Regions from separate parts of the Mus musculus genome. Here regions 1 and 2 are each linked to region 3. The links are chromatin contacts, called in public ChIA-PET and Hi-C maps. All regions are on one chromosome and are shown on one strand. The core of a region is the stretch at or near the end of the contact, and the rest is flanking DNA. Distances in the headings are between cores, read along the strand shown.

What was found. Hi-C and Micro-C count contacts between places; a contact is called where the count stands out from the background. ChIA-PET counts read pairs in DNA pulled down with a chosen protein or histone mark.
Region 1: a contact with region 3 is called in an RNA polymerase II ChIA-PET map of effector CD8 T cells, with 26 read pairs. The contact joins the enhancer-like site here to the promoter of Sirt5 in region 3. A contact is called at or near these places in 6 of 39 promoter capture datasets (the 3T3-L1 cell line, cranial neural crest, embryonic stem cells and 3 more), 1 of 115 datasets of contacts at active chromatin or transcription factors (effector CD8 T cells) and 3 of 9 other capture datasets (adipose tissue, liver and pancreatic islet).
Region 2: a Hi-C map of CD8 T cells shows a contact between it and region 3, with 2.4 times the contacts expected there. The contact joins the enhancer-like site here to the promoter of Sirt5 in region 3. A contact is called at or near these places in 5 of 39 promoter capture datasets (cranial neural crest, embryonic stem cells, liver and 1 more), 2 of 484 Hi-C or Micro-C datasets (CD8 T cells and nephron progenitors), 2 of 115 datasets of contacts at active chromatin or transcription factors (bone marrow-derived macrophages and stem cell-derived neural progenitor cells) and 3 of 9 other capture datasets (adipose tissue, liver and pancreatic islet).

Annotation. Positions count from the first base shown.
Region 1 is chr13:43,451,466-43,455,142 of GRCm38.p6, forward strand. All of the region lies in intron 2 of Ranbp9 (RAN binding protein 9), which reads right to left. Among named protein-coding and RNA genes, the nearest start is that of Gm26064, 27 kb to the left of the region's middle. Within about 2 kb of position 1,921, at least 56 of the 459 cell types and tissues checked have an H3K27ac peak or open chromatin away from gene starts, as enhancers often do. A contact at or near this core is called in effector CD8 T cells, pancreatic islet and pre-B cells, where this site is marked.
Region 2 is chr13:43,248,539-43,252,304 of GRCm38.p6, forward strand. The region is part of intron 1 of Gfod1 (glucose-fructose oxidoreductase domain containing 1); the gene reads right to left. LOC115488162 (a long non-coding RNA gene) reads right to left here. Exons shown (of 2, transcript XR_003950633.1): 1 at 2,182-3,766; 2 at 1-1,961. Among named protein-coding and RNA genes, the nearest start is that of Gfod1, 54 kb to the right of the region's middle. Within about 2 kb of position 1,788, at least 127 of the 459 cell types and tissues checked have an H3K27ac peak or open chromatin away from gene starts, as enhancers often do. A contact at or near this core is called in CD8 T cells and bone marrow-derived macrophages, where this site is marked.
Region 3 is chr13:43,363,334-43,367,002 of GRCm38.p6, forward strand. Sirt5 (sirtuin 5) reads left to right here and starts at 2,202. Exons shown (of 9, transcript NM_178848.3): 1 at 2,202-2,211.

The sequences.
Region 1 (3,677 bases), core at 671-3,170, 88 kb after region 3:
AATGGCAGCACAGATTGAACTGAACTGTAGGGGTTTTCAAATGTATTTAAGTTGGACACACAGTATGAAGTCTTGGGTTCAATCACATTATTGCTACAGTAACAAGTATTTATGCTATTATCTGTCTCACAAAATATTGATTTCCATCTTTGAATTAAGAATATTGATACCTGGGAGGAGAGGATATATGGGGCTTTGGGGATAGCATTTGAAATGTACATGAAGAAAATATCTAATAAAAAATGCCTTAAAATATTGATACCTTATAACTTTTAAAAAAACCAACAATTGTTATATATAAAATTACTGCTACAACAAGAATTGATTGAGATCCCAGGTGTACTGAAACTAAGCAACTTTAGAACAGTGAAGGAATACACTGGTTGTGTATCTCGGGTCACTTTTCACACAGTAATTAAGTGCCTTGTTAAAGAACTTATCTTTTCTCTTACATCTTCCCCTCTCTCTCCATGTGGTCATGGCTGGACCCACTTCTCTATTCTCTCCCTTTCTCTGCCTCTACTACTCTCTTAACTCCCCTCCCCATGCCCTAAATAAACTCTATTCTATACTAAAAAACAAAACAAAACAAAACAAAACAAAACAAAACAAACTCATCTGGTTCTCCAACAAAAATGCAGCTTCCACCCTCCTTAATGCTTTCAAAATGCAAGTAAGCAAAAGCGACCTAGAGATTCCCAACCGGATGTCAAACACCATCTGTCACAGAAATAGACAAGTTCACCTTAAAACTGATTTGGAAACACAAAAGGCCTCAGACAGCCAAAACAATCCTCAGAAAACAAAACAAAACAAAAAAAACAATGCTAGAAGTATCAATATCCCCGATTTCCTGTAGTTATACTACAGGTACTGTAACAGAAACAGTTTGGCACTAGCACAAAAGCAGCCAGGTAAATCAGTGCGATGTAAACCTATACAGCTATTGTCCTCTGACTTCTAACAGGATGCCAAAAGTTTCACTTTTTTAACTCCCAAAAATTTAAAGGAAAAAAAACCCAGCCTCTTCAACAAACAGAACCAGGAAAATTTAATGTCTACACAAAGAAAGATGAAACTATGTCTCCCCATGCACAAAATCAAGTCCAAATGGATCATGACCTTAGCTTAAGACGTGAGACTCTAGAACTGGCAGAGGCAAGGGCTGCTGGAACAGAACTCTACACACTCACTACTGTACAACGGTAAAACACTGTAGAATGAGAAGAAAATTTCATGGCAAAGGAACTCGTTAATCAAATGAAGGGAGAAGCTACAGAAGGAATGAAAATCTTTACTAGCTACAAACTAGCAGGACAGATAAATACCTGGAATACACACAGAACTTTTAAAAATTTAACAAAAACAAACAAGACAACTCAATCAAAGCATGGCTATAGAACTGATAAAATTCTTAAAAGAAGAAGAGCTCTAACCATCTGGGAAGCTCAACTACAATGAGGCTCGTCTCACCCCAGTCCAAATGGCTATTATCCAGAGAACAAATGCTAGCATGGCGACTGGGAAGGGAACACTTATTCACTACTGATGACAGTGTAAACTGGTGCAGTCACCATGGAATCACTGTGGAGCACACTCAGAAAAGCTAGAAGTACAACACAGCATAAGCCCAAAGGACGCCCAACACACCAGAGACTCCTGCACATCCATGCTTGCTGCTGTTCTGTTCACAATAGCCAGGAAACAGAATCAGCCTAAACGTCCCTCAAGAGAACAGATTTATGTAAATATATGGTAAAATACACAATAGAACTTAATGAAAACAAGAAAAATGGACGCATGTTGTCTTTCATATGCAGACTCTATCTTTTAATTTTTCTGTATGTGCATTTGTGTAGAAGCCAGGAAACCAGAAAGGGGCCCATGTGAGACATAAAAAGAAACTTCACAGGAGAGCAGGAAGGGTGGTAGAGCACAGAAGATACGAAAGTAAAAAGGAAACTCCCAGGAACGGGAGGCTGTGGGGGCTGGGGCAGGAAGCTGTAAAAAGGGGACATCAATCAAAAACCAAGTAGGTATGAATAATGGATAAGGAAACCTAATCTTTTGTGAGCTAATTAAATACAACTCTTTGAGTTTTGGTTTTGTGGAGTCTTTTGGTTTTATTTTGTTTTTGTTTTGTTTAACAGGATTTCACTATATAACCCTGGCTGGCCTAGGACTGGCTACATGGACCAGGATGGCCTTGAACTAAGTCACGAGGATCTGCCTGCCTCTGCCTTGCAAGTGCTGGGGTAAGTGTACACCACCTCATCTGGCCCTACATAGAAAAGCAGAGCTAGTGAGATGGCTCCGAGTAGGGGTTCTCGTTACATACATACATACATACATACATACATATAAATGTAATTTTTTAAAAGATAAAGATAGTTCATGGTGAAAAGGGCTCAATGATCAATTAAAAATGTAGACTGGCAAGATAGCTAAGTGGGTAAATCACCTGCTGAAACCCTGACCATCTACATTCAATCTCTAGGTCCCATGTGGTACTAGACTGAAGTCCCTCAAGTTCTCCTCTGGCCTCCATACACAGGATATGGCACAAATGCACACATGCACACTCTCACGCACACACAGACTAAATTGCAGAAATTCTATTATTTTGAAATTTTTCATATTTGATCATACACATTCCTGTCCCCCAACTCATCCCAGAACCTTCCCCGCACCCACCCAGACCATGGAGTTGTTTCTGTGTTGTGCATCTACTCCTGAGGACACAGCCTGCCTTGGAGTGCAACTTGACAGACTTAGTGTTCCCAGCAAGTATCAAGTGCACAGCTTCTCGGTCAGGAGTGGGGTGGTGTGTCCACATCTACCTCTCCATGTTAGAATCCTGTCTGGCACAAACCTCTGCAGGTCTTGGGCACACTGTCAGTCTCTGTGAGGTTGTATATGCAATAAAAATTCTTTTTCTTAACCCAGGCAAGGGAGTGCCCACAGCCCACAGCTTACAACTCACTCAGTCACAGTCTCCGGTGCTTACAGGTCTAGCCGTGGACAAAAGAAAAGAGTGCCCTGTCCAGGTTGTCTCAGGTGATGTGTTTGCCCAGTACACTTTGTATTTCTGTCTACTGCAGATGCAAAGTACACACACACACACACACACACACACACACACACACGAATCCTCTCAGGAAGCTTTGCTTCTCTCTTCAGTTGTCTTTCACTGTAATGTATAACCCTGGCATCTTAGCAAATCCACCACAACCCACACAGGCTGCTTTTTTTTTTTTTTTTTGGTTTTTCGAGTCAGGGTTTCTCTGTGTAGCCCTGGCTGTCCTCGAACTCGGAAATCTGCCTGCCTCTGAGAGTGCACCACCACGCCAGGCTCAGGCTGCTCTGGCTGGGTAAGAAAGGAGTAGATCTGTGAGATGATAGACTCAGCCAAACGAGAGATTTATACATTGTTATTTTCGTAAGGCTGCTCTTCTTTTTTTTTTTTTTTTAAAGATTTATTTATTTATTATATGTAAGTACACTGTGACACTCCAGAAGAGGGAGTCAGATCTCGTTACCGATGGTTGTGAGCCACCATTGTGGTTGCTGGGATTTGAACTCCAGACCTTTGGAAGAGCAGTCGGGTGCTCTTACCCACTGAGCCATCTCACCAGCCCCCAAGGCTGCTCTTCTTAAACCTTACGAAAAATAACAAT
Region 2 (3,766 bases), core at 538-3,037, 120 kb before region 3:
TATGCTTCACACACCCAAATAACTGTCTACTAAAATAAACCACCACCACCGTATGGGATGTTGGCCATCAAGTCAGGCATCTCTCAGGTCCTAGCTCAAGTCTCACAGCCTGTAGCCCAGAACGTCACTTACTATGATGTCCCCACACCCCCAGGCCTAGGGGAAGCCACCAAACTTAAGCACCAGTCCAGTCAGGTGAATGCCCCAGGTCCCTGCCTGTGATGCCTGTGTTACTCCCACATCCAGCTGGGGTCACAGTTTATATACTGACTGACCCAGCCAAGTGAGGGTCTCAGATCCCTACCAGCCTGTGTATCCCCCATACTCCCAGGATACCTACCTTAGATGAGGTGGCACCAGCTTAGCCTGGTGAACAACCCAGACCCCTGCCTACCTGTAACTTCCTCACACTTCAAGTCAGTGGTTCTCGACCTTCCTAGTGCCATGTGACCTTTTAATACAGTTCCTCGTGTTGTGGTGACCCCCCCACCATAAAACCATTTCATTGCTACTTTATAACTGCAATTATGCTATTGTTACGAATCATGATGTAAACACCCTTGAAGATGAGTTTCCAAGGGCCGAGACCCATAGACTGAGAACCGCTGCGCTAAGTCCTAGCTGGCGGTGCAGTTTATATACCAGAATTGCCAGGGATAGATTACCTAAACAAAACTCCTAAAACTTGAAAATTAATGGGTGGAGCTGGAAAATGTACCAAGTGAGGTGACACAGGCCAAGAAAAACAAAGGCTGCAATGCTCTCTCCTGTGTGTGGGTCCCGGCTCCGAACCTTTGGATTTGTCTGTATAACCTAAGTAACTGCAAAGACCAGGAAAGCACAAGGGACCATGGGGAATGAGGGGGAGGAAGGAGCTCTAGAGATGGGGATAATATGATGCAGGTGCTATGAAGGGAAAAGGGGAAACACAGAGTGCATTTTAAGTAGGAAAGTGAAGAGAGACATAATATAAAGGGAGCTAAGGATGTGTGAAAAACCATAGGGAAACAGTGTTTTAGAAGCTTATCTGAAATACATAGAAAGGTCTCGATGGGTACACCTGGCTTATCTGGACTTTGCTAAGTAGACCGAGCTAACCTTGAACTCAGAGATCCGCCTGCCTCTACCACCCAAGTGCTGGAGTTTAAGCTGTGTACCACCACACACAGCGACCTACTTTATTTCTACAGACAGGGCCTCTCTCCCAGTGGCCTGGGACCCACAAATTAAGCTAAGCTGGCCAGAGAGCAAGCCCTAGAGACCTGCCTGCCTCTGTCTCCCCAGAGTTAGAATTATAAGTACCTGCCAGTATGTCTGGCTATAAATGGAGAAAAAAAAAAGAAAAGTTCTGGGTTTGGAACCCAGGTCCAACTGAATAATCTTCTGGCCCCCTGCAAATTGCATTTTAAGAACCAAACTCTTCATTAGTTATAAGGAAAGTTCCAAGACAATAGTCTCATGTCTCAATACAAACTTGAATGTGGCCATTTACATCTGCCTCCTGGTTTGTCCTCAGTATGAGGCATCCCTGGCTAAGAACCGCTGATGAGAAGACTCCTCTCTCCAAGTTCTTCTGCTCCCTTCAAACCCTGAAGCTCTCAAGCAGTCGCTTGCTCGGTGCCTGTGGCATAAAAGCACATCCCGTTTAAACATCAGCTCCCCCACTGCAATATTCAAAAACCACCGAGGCAAGGTCACTCCCTGGTAGCGTCCTCATTCTACTCTCTCCACATAGGGGTGGGAGTGGGGGGAGCCCCTAGCTTCTCAGTCACTCATGCTCAGGCTGCCTAGACCTACACGGCGGTTTCTGAACCATCCCACAGCTGCAGGACCAAAAGTCAAAACAATGAGCCACACTCTTCACGTGTGGCTGTTTCCAGGCCAGGAAGCTACCATCACTGCATAGCCTGCCACCAGATCCTCCAACCCTGGTTCCATGGTGTTCCCATAGAGGCAAGCGCCTGGAGGAAAACAGAAGAGAGAAGCAAGACAAATGAGCCATTTCCACATCAGCCGACGATGGTGACACTTCCACTAATGCAACATTTCAGGGACGGGAGAGAAAAGAAGAAAAAGGTAACCACATCCATCCCCCTCACCTTCCTCTCATCAATGCCCCCTCTGTCCCGAGGTCTCCCCCAAGGCTTCCAGCCTGTCACATCCCCCACACCCACCACCCACCATGGGTGTTGCTGGAGAGGAAGCGACAGGAAGCCACAGCCTGTCCTCACAGTCTGCTCCGCCATGGAAGCCTCTCTCACACTCTGACCACATCTTCCACCCAAGTGAGGCCACTGGGGAGAGAAGGCAGAGAGCGCAAGCCAAGCTGCCCCTCCGCCCCACCCACTTCCTCTCCCTGTGTCTGGTCATAAACCGCTCCAGAGTGCCATCAGTCACATACAGGTCTGGGTTGGCTGGAAACATGCCACACAAAGGCACATGAAGCCCTGTCTACCTGGACTCTACCTCACTGTGCCCCCATTAGCTGCATATAGCAGCCCTGCTGTGCAGCTAGGATCATGACCCTCATCTGGGTGACTTTTCATGGATTGGTGGCCACAGACCAGTGGGTGCCCGACAGGGTGAGAGGGACAGCATGAAAAGACCTGGAATCTGCCTTCCTATTATCCTCATCTCCTTTGCAGACTTAACCATTGAGCTAAAGAGACCTACTGACCACCGCGGCAGGAACATCAGCAGGCCATAAACAGAAAAAAGGGGTAGCACCTACACTGGAGGAGATCTCTGCAGGTTAGCAGGCACAGTGGGAGATTACTCTTCTTCATAAGCAAAGACCCCTCCCCCTTACCCAACATCTGGCACAGCCACACTGTGAATTTCAGAGGAATGATATGCGAAGTGAGGCTAGCCTCTGGAAAGAAATCAAGTTCTTTCTCCCCCTGTTACGGTGGCGTCTCCTGAGTCCTTAGCTTTATCAGACAGCAGCAGAATCCAACCCTTTTCTTCTTACATGAATACCAAGATGAAGTAAGCGCAGTCTTGAATAGCACGGGAGCCAAGGAGAACAATGGTTACAGACAGTGTCACAGCCTAGCACACAATAAGTGCTGGGCGGCATGGGAGCGCACAGGCCAAGCGCAAGGCACTATGGGAGCACTGACGTCACGCTCCAGATTCTTGGTATATAAAGGAGAGGAAGTAGGAAAATGAGCAGGTGTTCAGGGCAGATCTTAAAAGACCACCCAGAGGCGGAGAGGAGATGGAGTAGGGTGGGCATTCCACGAAATAGGTTAAAGAAAGCATAGTGTGTTCGCAAGACAGCAGCCGGGAGGCAGCGGACCAGACAAATGAATGTGGAGGCAAGTATATGGTGGGAGAGCCCGGGAGGTGTCTCAGTTGGTAGAGTTATTAATAGCCTGGCATACATGAAGCTGGAAGTTCAATCTCCAGAAGCGCATAAACTTGGTATGGGGTTTACACCTGTAATCCCAGTACTGGGGAGATAGATAGAAGTTCAAGACCATCCATAGCTACCCAGGGAGGCTGAAACCCGAGGATACAACCCTGTCTCATGGGATTGTCACACACTCAAGGTGGCATCCAGCTTACCTCAGCAGACCATTTGTTGCAGCAGATCACCAGTCATTACATAAGCTCACAGCCATAGGGCACAGGCTCAAACCAAACATACCCGGGGCATCTTCAGAGCTGCCTCTTTTCAAGTCATGGTTTCTCTGTTTAGCCCTGACTATCCTGGAATTCATCCCATAGACAAGGCTGGCCTCCAACTAAGAGATCTACCCTG
Region 3 (3,669 bases), core at 952-3,451:
CAGTGCCTGGAACTGTGATCCCCCAAACCTCAGAACCACCATGGATTCTCTCTCAGCTGCTCAACATGCCTTCTTTTGTCTTTCCTTAGAAAGGATTGCTTTTCAGGGGTCTGTAATCTTTCCTGCTTGTGAGACTCTTCTCTATTACCCTCCCAGATCCCCAGATGCCTCTTCTGGTGGCATCTTTTACCATGTGCACCTATCATGGTATGGATGACCAAGTCTGAAGTCTGACCTGAGTTAAGTCTGAGCCTGGAAACTTACCACAGCCACTGCCATTTCTTGTCCTCGGACACTTTTTTGGCCACTGATTCCAAAATACCGAGGAAACATTGTAGCTTAGATTTTTTCAAAACCTACTTTTAATCAGGGTTCTCAAATGCTTTGACCCTCCTTCTAGCCCACAGTTCAAAGGTTGGGGAGAGAAAAATAGCAAACAAGACAAGGAGATGTGGACCTGTTTAGAAGTGGTTCTTTGGGGGTGATTCCAATCACTATTGTCAGGACACCAGCAATATAGTTCTGTAGTGTCAGGATACCAAACACAAATCAACAGTGGCAGCAGGATCCAGCAGAAACCACCAGGCCTACACCAAATTGGATCAGCTGGGACACCGGGAAACGTTCTTTGCCGTAACTCCATCAATGAAGCAAAGATCAGCAAAGGCTGGAGACCAATGAAGCATTGCAAAGCTAGCTAAGCAAGCATCTCACCCCATTCTGTTGAGTCCTATTTATACTCTCTTCAAAGCTCTTGGTGTCCTTCCATGGATCTTGCCTCAGCAAGACACCATGTGAGTCTGCATCACATGACACTACCTGAAATTTCCACTTCAGACCATCTCTTGTGTGAGGTGAGGTTGGGAAAAGGTGGCCTTTCCAAGCCTAGAAGAAAGGTTAGAGTGGCCGGAGCATCAGAGCTGGGATGTGGGGGAAGTCTCCTGGACTTTGATGAAATACAGCGTCTCAAACAACAATATGAACTAACCAGTACCCCGGAGCTCTTGTCTCTAGGTGCATATGTATCAAAAGATGGCCTAGTCGGCCATCACTGGAAAGAGAGGCCCATTGGACTTGCGAACTTTATATGCCCCAGTACAGGGGAACGCCAGGGCCAAAAAGGGGGAGTGGGTGGGTAGGGGAGTGGGGGGGGTATGGGGGACTTTTGGGATAGCATTGGAAATGTAAATGAGGAAAATACCTAATTAAAAAAAAAAAGAAAGAAAGAAATGGCAGACCCCGTGGGTGATGGAGGGCTACATATGCAATAAGAAGCTGAATGTCTCTCCCTGTCCTCCACGTATTGATAGTAAAGAATTAACGTGTGTGGCAGTTATTGTCACAAGCATGAAAAGCAACTGAAGAGCTGGAGATGTAGCTCAGTGGTAGCGTGCTTGCATAACACGAGAAAGGTGCAGGGTTCAACATCTCCAACACCAAAAGAAGAGAAGAGGGGGAGGGGGAGGGGGAGGGGAGAGGAGAGGCGAGGAGAGATTTTTTGTTTGTTTGTTTGTTTTGTTTTTTGGTTTCTCTGTGTAGCCCTGGCTGTCCTGGAACTCAACTCACTTTGTAGACCAGGCTGGCCTCAAACTCAGAAATCCGCCTGCCTCTGCCTCCCTAGTCTAGTGCTGGGTTTAAAGGCGTGCGCCACCACGCCCAGCGACATTTGAGTTTTAACCTGGGAAAGATAAATGTGAACTGTTTGCTCCCAAATTCTCGGATTATTTCCCTTTCTGGTTCCCTGGCTCCATCACCAATTGAAGTATTAGAAAAGCCATGCTGATGAGCCTGACCAGAGAAGTCTGTCCCTAAAGCTAGTCGATCTTGCACCAGCAGTAGTGATCATAACCTCTAGGTTGTGTTGGAGCAGTTTGGGCTAGCCCGGAACCGACTCGCCAGGCCACAGATTTTCAGGGGAATCGACTCTGATTTTGCTAAGCTCTGTGCTGAAATTGCATCCCCCAGTGTGCTCAAGGAGGCCACAGAGCAGGCGGTAGGTAGTTCTTGACCTATTTGGGCAGTGGAATGAGCCTTGGAAGGTCACAAAGACACATGCAAGTCGCCTCTCCTTCCACTGACTCGTGGTCCCACCAATAGTATGTCGCGCTCCGGGTCTCCGGCAGGGGCCGCTGCAGCCAGGGCTTGGCACCAGGACGTGGAGCGCCCCGCCCCAGGCCTCTCCTGCTCCACGGTCCCCACCGCTTTTTGCAGGTGCGTGTCTGGCACTGGTGGGGGTCTGGGCTTTGTTTCGGCTCCGCGCGCCCCATCCCGCGCATGCGCGATGGGGTGCCGGTGGGGTCGGCGGCGACGCTGTGGTTGGCTGGATGGGCCAGGCGTAGGAGTGAAACCTAGGGGAGCAGCTGGGCCCGGGAAGGCAGTGACCGGAAGGAAGGGCACTTTGGCTAAGGTGACAGGGACGGGTTGTAGTGGTGGCGGTGGGAGTGCAGAAAGGGTAGGATCACGACACAACCTGAAGGTGGAGCCGGCAGGATGTGGTGATCGTGGCAGCAGAGAAAGGGGGAAAGGTCAAAGCGCAGCCACGAGCCGGGAGGATGGTGCCCCAAAGTTTTTGAGAGGGGGGCAGGGTTGGGGGTAGCGCACTTTTCAACTCTGGGAAGATGGGAGCTCAGGAGCGACAGCTGCAGAGGTGGGCCGAAAACCCTCCGAGGGTGGGGGCTGGAGGGTGGGCACGCACGTGTTGGGAAAGGTGATCAGCTGGGTTCCAGGCTGTACCCTTTAGGTTAGAAGGCAGGTAGCCCTGAGCAGGTATGAGCGGAGAGGGTTGGTGTCAAGGCCTGGGACTCTTGGGGTGCTGATCTCATTTGGGAGCTTTTGGTGTCCAAAAAGTCTTTATGGAAGGCCTGTGAACGTTTCTGCAGGACAGTTGCCATGCACTCTGCCCTGTGCCTACTCCTGCATTTCAGTTGGTAGTGTATATTGCTGGGCTGCAGTGGGGACTTTTGATAAATGCATGGATTATATATAAGAAGAGATAGCTAAGCTGATTAATGTGTCTGTCATCTCGAAATTTTTTAGTAAGAACCTTACGAGTTCACTCGTTTTAAAGTTTTGAAATGTGCATCACTTCATTATCAACTTTGGTTGCTGTGCCCTACAAAAGACCAGTCAAACTTGCCCTTGACAGACATCTCCATGCCCCCATCTTGTTCCCCACACCCAGCCTCTGGTGACCACCATTCTGTTCCTTTCTATGCTCCTCGTGTGAAATCGGTCCACCTGCCCTGCTCTGCTTAGCTTATTTCACTTAGGTTAGCAGGGTCATTTTTTTTTAAAGATTTATTTATTATATGTAAGTACACTGTAGCTGTCTTCAGACACGCCAGAAGAGGGAGTTCTCCTCACGAATGGTTGTGAGCCACCATGTGGTTGCTGAGATTTGAATCCAGGACCTTTGGAAGAGCAGTCGGTGCCCTTAACCGCTGAGCCATCTCCCCAGCCCGAGAACTTGTTCTAATATTGTATTGTGTGTGCACAGGCTACACTTGCCTTAGTCCTCTGTTGATTGCCACCTAGATTGTTTCCATGTGGGTAACACCAAAATTAACATCGAAGTGTAGATACCTCTCTCCTGCCCACATTGACCTTCAATCCCTTCATAACAAGCTCGGAGGGGCTTGCTAGAGTACGTGCTAATTCTGGTTTGAAGTT